Regions from separate parts of the Rattus norvegicus genome. Here region 1 is linked to region 2. A link is a contact called in public Hi-C data. All regions are on one chromosome and are shown on one strand. The core of a region is the stretch at or near the end of the contact, and the rest is flanking DNA. Distances in the headings are between cores, read along the strand shown.

The links. Hi-C and Micro-C count contacts between places; a contact is called where the count stands out from the background.
Region 1: a contact with region 2 is called in a Hi-C map of the A7r5 cell line, with 5 times the contacts expected there. The contact joins two enhancer-like sites. A contact is called at or near these places in 11 of 12 Hi-C or Micro-C datasets (the A7r5 cell line, the Rat2 cell line, Schwann cells and 6 more) and 1 of 1 datasets of contacts at active chromatin or transcription factors (oligodendrocytes).

What each region holds. Positions count from the first base shown.
Region 1 is chr1:209,831,618-209,835,686 of GRCr8, forward strand. No RefSeq gene overlaps it. Among named protein-coding and RNA genes, the nearest start is that of Smim38, 32 kb to the left of the region's middle. Within about 2 kb of position 2,299, at least 6 of the 93 cell types and tissues checked have an H3K27ac peak or open chromatin away from gene starts, as enhancers often do. A contact at or near this core is called in the A7r5 cell line, where this site is marked.
Region 2 is chr1:209,699,624-209,704,176 of GRCr8, forward strand. No RefSeq gene overlaps it. Among named protein-coding and RNA genes, the nearest start is that of Smim38, 99 kb to the right of the region's middle. Within about 2 kb of position 2,133, at least 56 of the 93 cell types and tissues checked have an H3K27ac peak or open chromatin away from gene starts, as enhancers often do. A contact at or near this core is called in the A7r5 cell line, where this site is marked.

The DNA of each region.
Region 1 (4,069 bases), core at 1,049-3,548, 130 kb after region 2:
CATAGGAATGGCTTAATTTATGAACCTGTCATATGGCCCTTCGTCCTGGGACCCAGGCTAGTAGCCAAGGAAGAGCCCAGGGTGAGGTCTGCAGCCCCACAGCCTTGATGCCCAAAGCCATTTTTCAAAGGTGTTTCCCAGGAGCTCTGGAAGGAAGCAGGTTTGGGACAGGGCCAGCCAGCGGTGTCTGGGGTTCTTGGCAAAAGCGCTACCCTCCTAAGATCAAAAGTCCTTCACGGTATTCCCACTGGCCCGAGAGCCAGGTGAAGTGGGGCCATACACTGTGAGCTAGGCAACACCAGGGTTGTCTTTCTGGGCTGGACAGGGGCTGAACACAGGTGTGCCCCTCTGATCCATGGGGACCCTGGCCCAAGGGGCTGTGGCTCATGTTACAAAGACCCACAGTAGGGCCCCCTCAAATGGGCACTCCCTAGGGATACTCTCCGACTGCTTTGGGGATCATTAGCTCTGTGACAAAGGGGCTCAGACTAAGGAAACAGGGAAGCTACAAAGTTCACAGCCCTGCCAACTGACATGGCACTGCTCATACAGGCACAGGGAGCTCAGGCAGAAGAGAGTTCGACACAAGAAAACGCCTGCTGTTAACGGCGTAACCTAAGGGCTGGGTGTCGTGGTCTTAGACTCATCCAGGGTGGTCTCCCCACCATATGAAAACTGGAACAGCCTTTCGGAATCACCATTCCTGGGTCCCCTGGCTTGCTGGCTGCCATGACAGCAGGGACAGTGGCCCTGTGTGTTGTTGACAGGATGACCCTGTGAGCTGCAGCCAGGACAAGCCCCAAATCTATGCCAGATCAGGAGACTGAGGCAGTGGCCAGATTCATCTTGGGTACTCGTGGGACACCATGAGGAAGAGCAGGTCTCCAGAGAAAGTAAGGCTGTCTTCAGGAGGCCCCGTAGATACTCAGAGGAGGGATAGTTCCTATTTGTCATCTGAGAGAACTACTCAAAGTACAAAAAGCATGGGAACCACCTGACAGAGGGAAGAGCCAAGACTGACCCTTGGGTCTCCTCTGAAGAAGCTGACCTCCTCTCCCCCCCAGGGGGGGGGACAATTAACGTTATGAACCAGCAACTGGCTGGGTTGATAGAGAGAAATCTGTCCCCATCATCGTATATGACAAACTTCATAGAGGCCAAACCGCCACGAGGTATGAGGCAGGCTGGGGCTGAGAAGGGCTGCCACAGCTACCCTGTCCTGCTTCCTCCTCTCCCCTCCTCCCCACTCCCATCTGCCACACCTAGCGCTTGTCCACTCAGAACAGCCCCGGGGGCAGGCAGTCCCTATGTGAGGCCAGAGGACCTCTCCACAAGTAGATGCCACTGGTCAGAGAAAATGCCCGTGCTAAGCCAAGCGTGCCTACCCCGTAGGTTTGGTTAGTCAGGGTTTTGTGGGCGTGCCAGCCAGCTGGGGTCATATTGGAATACGGTGTGTCCTAAGCCCAGCAGTGGCATCCTTGCCAGAGGAGGTAGGCACACTGGGAAGATGAAGAGGAGACAACAACATGGGGGATGGGGGGCAGGAGTAACCCAATATGTGGATTCAGCTTTCATCAGCGGCCTGATTGGATTCAAATTCGCCTATCAATGTGTCTGTGAAGGGGCATTCAGAGAGGTTTAACTGAGGGGGACCCGCCCCGAATGTGGGTGGCATCGTCACATGGCTGAGGGTCCTGGAGTGAATGAAAAGGAGAAATGAACTGAACACCAGCGCTCTCCTCTCTGCTTCCTCATAGGGTGGGCGGTGGGGTGGGGTGGGGGATGATGACCGCTGTATCCCTTCAAACTGTGAATCACAGTGACTTCCTCCTCCCTTAAGTCACTTTTGTCATGTCACAGCAACAACGTGACATCAGCAACCCGAAAAACTAGGAAGACTCTTCCCTGTACCAGCCCAGAGGCACCAGCCCACCTTGACCTTGGTCTTGAGGCTTCAGAATGGGAAGGTGGGGCTTTGCAGTGTGAAACCATGCAGCCAGCTTGGCCTCGAAGCAGCTACTCCAGGAGGTCAGGACAGCTCCCATCACCCTGAGTTTGGGGAGGGAACTTACAGATCAGCTGCTGCCCAACACGAGGACTCCATCCCTGCCACTTTACTGACCACTTGAGGGACGAGGGGAAACACAACAGAAGCCAGTAGTCCACCTTAGTGGACTTGGAGGAGGGCCTTACCACCCTGACTCCTGCCTGGCCTGGAGTTCCCCTCCATTGGCCACCAGCCACCACCACTGGCTGGAGCAGAGATCACCGCCCTGCATGCCGTGGTCACGAGGAGTCCCTGCCCTTTAGTTATGTGGTAGTTTATGTGCCAGGGGAAAGCAAGGCCAACCAGTCCCTGGTGCCCCCAGACACATTCCTGGCATCTCACAAAAATGCTGAAGGTAACTGATTAGAGCAGTGCTTTGGGCTCTCTGGGCCATGAACTCTGAGCCGGAGGGAGGCAGTGACTTCACACCTCCTCCTCCCCGTCTCCCTCCTTCTCTCCTTCTCCCTCCCCTCCCTTCCCCCTCCTCTCCCTGCCAAGTGTGAGCTGCCTACCACATCAGCAACACCATCACCGTCTCTCTAGTACCAAGTTGGTTTCTGGAGGCTTCAGCCCTGATGCACACAGGAGGGGGGTGTTAAGGTGAGGAAGGTGTGTAAAGATCTGAGCCTCAGTCCCTGTCAAATAAGGATAATCATGTGTGCACGTTAAACTGCACATGACAGAGTCCCCAAGGTGGCCACCGTCACCCCAGAGTCTGTCCCAACACTGGCCCAGCCCAAGGTCAGCCATTTTCCCATTCAGATTCTGGTGCCTTCTACCCTCTTCAATGTCCGTAGAGGACAGAAGATACGTCAGAACATGGCCAGATTTGCACCCCAAACTGGACTGCTTGGCAGCTCAGGGGCACAGTGGAAACCATGTGGCTGGCCCAGAAGTGACATCCGTCTATCAGTCTGCCCACCAGATGCCTCCTGGGCATCTTTCTATATGCCAGTCCCTCCCTGAGCACCTGAGACTTGGCCAGAAGCAAAACACACCTCTATCCTGGTGGGGCTCACATTCAAGCCAGAGAAAATCATAATAGAAAACCACTAACTACACACCACATCAGACAAGAGGAACACCAAGGGGCAAGCCAGGCCGGGAGAGGAGGCAGGAATGATCTGCATATCTACGGAGGCCAGCTGCAGAGCACTCAGAAAATGCTGACTGTGGCCCCAGGACAGCCCTGGAGACACACTCCTGTCCCACACAGGATGCACACATTCAGATGTGGAAGAAGGCCACAGTAGAGAGGACAAAGCACATGGGCCTTGGAGTCAAGGAAAGCTGTCCAGATGGGAAGGAAGCCTGTATGGAAATAGTAAGGAAGAGCATTTGGGACACACCAGCCTAGCCTTAGTGTGAGGAGGCAAGGGTTCTGGGACAGGATCCGCTCACCGCCACTGGAGCTCTGCTGCCCTCTGCTGGCCTGAGCAGGGATTTCAGGTGTCCTGGTCTGGGACTCCTTCCATCCGGGCCTGTCTCCTGGACAACCTGTGCCTGCCACAGGCCCTCACCTGTATGCAAAACACCTATGGGCACCAGTTGATACTACCAGCTGGACCCTATTAAGGACACACATCCCGTTACCCAAGACAAGTCTGGGCACCCTGTGAGTTTACAAGGTACCAGTGACACCAGCCCACTGCAGGCCCCAGTGGAGGCTTGGTGGCATCTGGGTCTGCACACAGGTGCCAGCTGTCCCCATGCACACCTCACCTGTGGGAGGGACACAGCTTAGAATGCTCACTGAGACAGGTGCACACAGGACAGAGCACCTTTGTACAGACGCAGAGGGAAGGAGGTGCTGTCAAAGAGACCCCAAACTGTGTGACGAGTAGAGAGCAGAGCCAGGTCCCCACTGGCCATTGAGCCCATTAGAAATGCAGACCCTTCCTTGCTTCCTTGTCACGCCAGGCTTCTGACAGGCATTTTCCAGAGATGTTACACACCAGACAAAGCCTTTCTTAGGAGCTGTGGTCTCCAGAGTGCCTACAGATCCAGAGGTCAGTCAGGTCA
Region 2 (4,553 bases), core at 883-3,382:
TTACATGTGCCTGGACCTGGCCTCCCCTCCCCACTTCTTCCTTGGCCAATATCTCCTCGCACCACACCACAACCCCCCTCTTCCACCAGCACCAAGCCCTCTTAGACACTCATACCTCCATAGAGCTTTCCTCACCACCAGCTTAGGCCTCTCTTGACTGAGATGGCTTTTCTGTTTTCCTGTAATTTGGTGAATGGCCCAGATGCTAGAACCAGAAGCTCTGGGGCAGAGCCTTAAGATGCTCACTGACGACCCAAGAGTCAGCATGAAGCCTTGGTGAATGAACACTCGTCATGGTAGTGACGCCCATGGACCCTGAAACAGCAAGAAGTCACTCCTGGGAGGAGAACGTGAACTGAGGACCCCTCCATTTACTCTTCCCTTTATCTTCCTACCCCTCCAGACTCCGGAGAGAAGGTGATTACTTAGCCCAGGCACAGGATGGCCATTCCACCTCAACCCCAGTCTCCCAGCTCTGCATGGGAACCACAGCAGTCCAAGCCCAGTTCCAGCCTCTATGGAGGGCAAGCCAGGAGACAACTTGTGAGGCAGAAGTGGAAGGAGGAGACTAAAATTGCCTCTGGCCTTCTAGAAGCATGAGGTTGGTTCCCTTTTCCCCAGAATCCTTCCATCACTCTTGTTAATTTCAAACATCCAGCTACCAGGAACAGGGCCGGGGCCTACGGAACCTCAGTAGGACACAGGACCAGTCTACATTTTCTGTGTATGTGTATATGTTGTATGTGTGTGTATGGATTGAGTATCTGTGCATATGTGTGTGTTGGGGGGTTCCTCTGTGTGTCTCTCTGTCTGATGTACACACATGCACTGTATGTGTGTGTATGGATGTGTATCTGTTCATCGGAGGGGGGTGTTTTCCCTTTGTGTCTCTCTCTGTCTAATATACATGCATGCACATCAGTGTGTGAGGTCAGAGGTTACTGTTAGGTGTCTTTTGTGTGCCACCCTATTTTTCCAGACAGGATTTCTCACTGACTTGGTTGCCAGACTGCTAGCCAACAAGTTCCAGGGATCCTCCTGCCTCCACCCTTCTACCTTTGCCTCTAGCTTACCAAATGGCTAGACCAGCTGGCCAGCAAGTTCCAGGGATCCGCCTATCTCTATCCCTCAAGGGCTGGGGTTAGAGGCCTGCCATTGCACACTGCTGGGCGTCTGAACAAAAGCCCTCACCTTGCATGGCAAGCACTTAACCCAATGAGCCTTCTCCCCAGGCCCTGTGGCCTTGGGTTTTTTTGTGAATGAAACTTCAGCTGGGCTTCCGGCCGCTGGCCACGCCCTGCTGCTCTGCCTTGACCACTGTATAACCTCAGGGGAAAGACAGCAGAAGGAACTTCAAAACGAAAGTGTGAGTCACAGACAAGGAAAGAAAAAAATGAAAAGGACATTCTTTAGTTTCTACAGGCTGGACTCGTTGCCCCTGGCCCCGGGAGCCAGGGCCCCAGCAGTGGTTCCTGCAAATATGACCTGTTCATTACACAGCTCCTGTGACCCCTCCAGCTCCATCTGGACAGGGAAGAAGTGCCTATTCCCCATGTCTGTCTAGGACACTTGGCAGGGTGGCACTAACTGCAATGAATTGATAAGAGCTATGACCAGATAGGATCCCCCACCAGCACTGCAGGAGGCATTGGAAGCAGGGTCTTGGGGTGCTGTTGGGGTTACAGTGCCAGCCAAGCTGGGCAGGGAGGAGACAACAGTGAGCCTCCAAGGAGGAAACAGGACTTCATGCGGAACAGAGGGCAGGCAGCAGGAGAGTTGCAGATGGCTAAAAGCTCAGCAAGCACGTGACAAGGACTTGGATCAAGCAGGACACACGTCGGGGAGGCCCATCAAGCCCGAGCCTGCTTTCCGAGCCCCCAGGATTGGCAGGGCAGAGAGGAAAGCCTCTTTGTGCTTTATAGACTTTGGGGAAGTCACAGGCTCCACTTGCTTGGGGGAGGCAGGAAACCCCGTTCATCCAGGCGTCTGCCAGCGTACCGCAGGCTTCCTCTTGTCTCTGTCCCCCTCCCGGAGCCTCTTCCCCTGAACTGCTTCCCACTCCTGGCCCTGCTGTCCCTTTAAAGGAACTTGAATCAGAGTTGAGAATGATGGTGACTCAGGGTGGAAGGGGTGGTCACTTGCACTGGCCAGTGGCCAGGACTGCAGCTCGAAAGGAAGCAGAGCAACCGCAGCTGCCTGTGTGTGTGCCCCTGAGAGGGGCAGAAACCACAGAACCCCGTTTGAGACTCCACCACGGTGGAACTCGTGTGATGAAGTTACCCCTCACAATGGGGGCATTCAGGGTCCACCCGCGCCTGCAGGGCTGGGGCCTGTTCCTCAGGCCAGCTGATGGTGATGTAATCTTCCGTTAGGAGGTCCCCCCCCCAACTCTGTTGACTAGGGACTTAAAAAAATGCACCAGGAAACTCAAGTGCAAGCCAGGACGGAAGCCTTGGTTTTATTTATAGTTGATAACTTGCGTCCGGCTTGCTCCACGGGATGCAGAGCCTGAGGATAAAGAGCCCACAGGGGCAGATGACAGAAGGACTCGTGTCCTGGGCTACTGTGCTGTCCAAGAGCATGTATGAAGCTTCATTCTGAGCTTCCCAGCAGCCAAAGCAAAGAGGGGACAGAGTTTTATAGTGTGACATCATAGAAAACCAGGCTGTAAACCTGGTGTTCTGATTAACTGAGGCCTTAGATTCTACTTTCTCATGGTCAGGACGGCCATGCATCCCTGCATAGCATCCAGCAGTGCCAAAAGCATGTTATAGGCCTGGCTAGGTGATGATGATTCCTCAGAGAGCAGGAACCATTCTTCCCTTCCTGTGCACATGGCAGACATCACTAGTGGACTGCAGCATTCTTTCCCCTAGCCCACTTCTTCCTCAGAGTCCCAAATCTGCACAGATCTCCAGGGAACACTACCAAAGACACAGAACTAGAGACTGCTTGGCTTGTCCTCTGGGCTTGTGACCAGCTGAGAAAGTTCTGGGAGGGCCCTGATGTGGAACATTCCTAGCACCTGGTTCATGCCCACATACAGTAGATGCCAAGTGAAAAACTATCATTTAAAGGCAGAAAGGGTAAGGAGCCAAGGTAGTGGGAGAGCTCAGTATTGTCCTGAGGGTGAGGCAAGGCTGTGTATGAGCCACACAGGAAGTTATCAGTGAGGACACGGATGTAGAGAAGAAACTTTGACAGGAGCTGGGAATGCAGTGGCCCAGCCTGGCCTGGCTTCCAGCTCCAAGTGCCAGCCCTCTACAGAGCCCATCAATCTCATGAGGCTGGGACTGTGGGGGTCAGAGGTAGCCCGGGTTATGTGCCCTTGACAATGGCTAGTCCTTATCAAGGTGTTTGCAGGTTCCACAGTCATGGGTAGTGTGCAGCTTCTGCCCGGATCTGACACTTTCTCCACAGCTCTCCAGCTTCTCTTCTCCAGGCTTGCCTGAGGCGTGTCACCTGGCCTGGTCACAGAAGCTGCACTCCAGAGCTTCCCTCCCAGACCGAGTGCAGTCCTCCAGGACACTTCCCCGGTAGCCTGTGTGGGGCTCGTCCCATCTTCTCCCTTTCCTTCATCCGAGACAGCTGTCACCTATCGCTGTCACTGTGTGTCCACTGGCTTTCACACTGACTGGTGGCTGTGCCCAAGGGCTTCACATACAAGCCCAGCAGGAGCTCTGTTCACAGCAGTGCCATGGGGTTGTGAGGGAAACAAAGATTCAGGGAAGCTGTCTGCCCAGGGTGACCTGCCTTAATCTCCAGATGGTAGCAGGTAAAGGCAGAGGTAGTCTGAGCTAAGCATGCCACCCTGACACAGTGCCACAGCCAGGGAACACACAGCTCGCAGCTCAGCTGTTGGTGACTGCCTGTACTCCACCTGTTGTGAGCTGACCAGCTGCAGATACAGCACCCATGGAATTATAGAAGTATAGGTGAGGAGACAGTCAAGAGTGAAGGGGAGAGAACCTGTTTGGTCACCGGCTCTCTGCAAGGCCCTCTCTTTTGTACGGAGTGGGTGATGGGGCCTCAAGAGGAAGAAAACATGGGTGGGAAGGACTTCCCGGTGGGCAGGGATTTGTGATTTAAGGCAGTTCTTGGTAGAAAGTTCCTTTCTGCATCCCTTCCTCTGGGGCTAAGCCAGGCAGAGGTCACAGACGGGTGTGTCAGGTGAGCTTCGAGAGCTCATCACGGAGGTTCCATTTATGAGCAATAAACCCTCAGACCTTAGAGCCCTAGATATGAGGGGCCATTCATTCATTCATTCATCCATTCACTCACTCACACTGCACCTTCTGACTTTAAAACAGCAACCTTAACCAGCAAGGGAACCAACTTAAGGGAGCTACAACTGTTCTCATCACAGGTGGTAAAGAGCTGAGGCCCTCAGACCTCACATGGGCATGCATGTCCGTGTGGGAGCTGGGTGGAACAGAACCTGGGGCAACGGGGCAAGACTAGGAGGGGGTCCTCAAGCCTCAGCTTCTTGTTCACCTTCTGGAAAGCAATGGAGGCAGAAGTCTCCACGAGTTCCACTGTGGCCTCAACAGTCC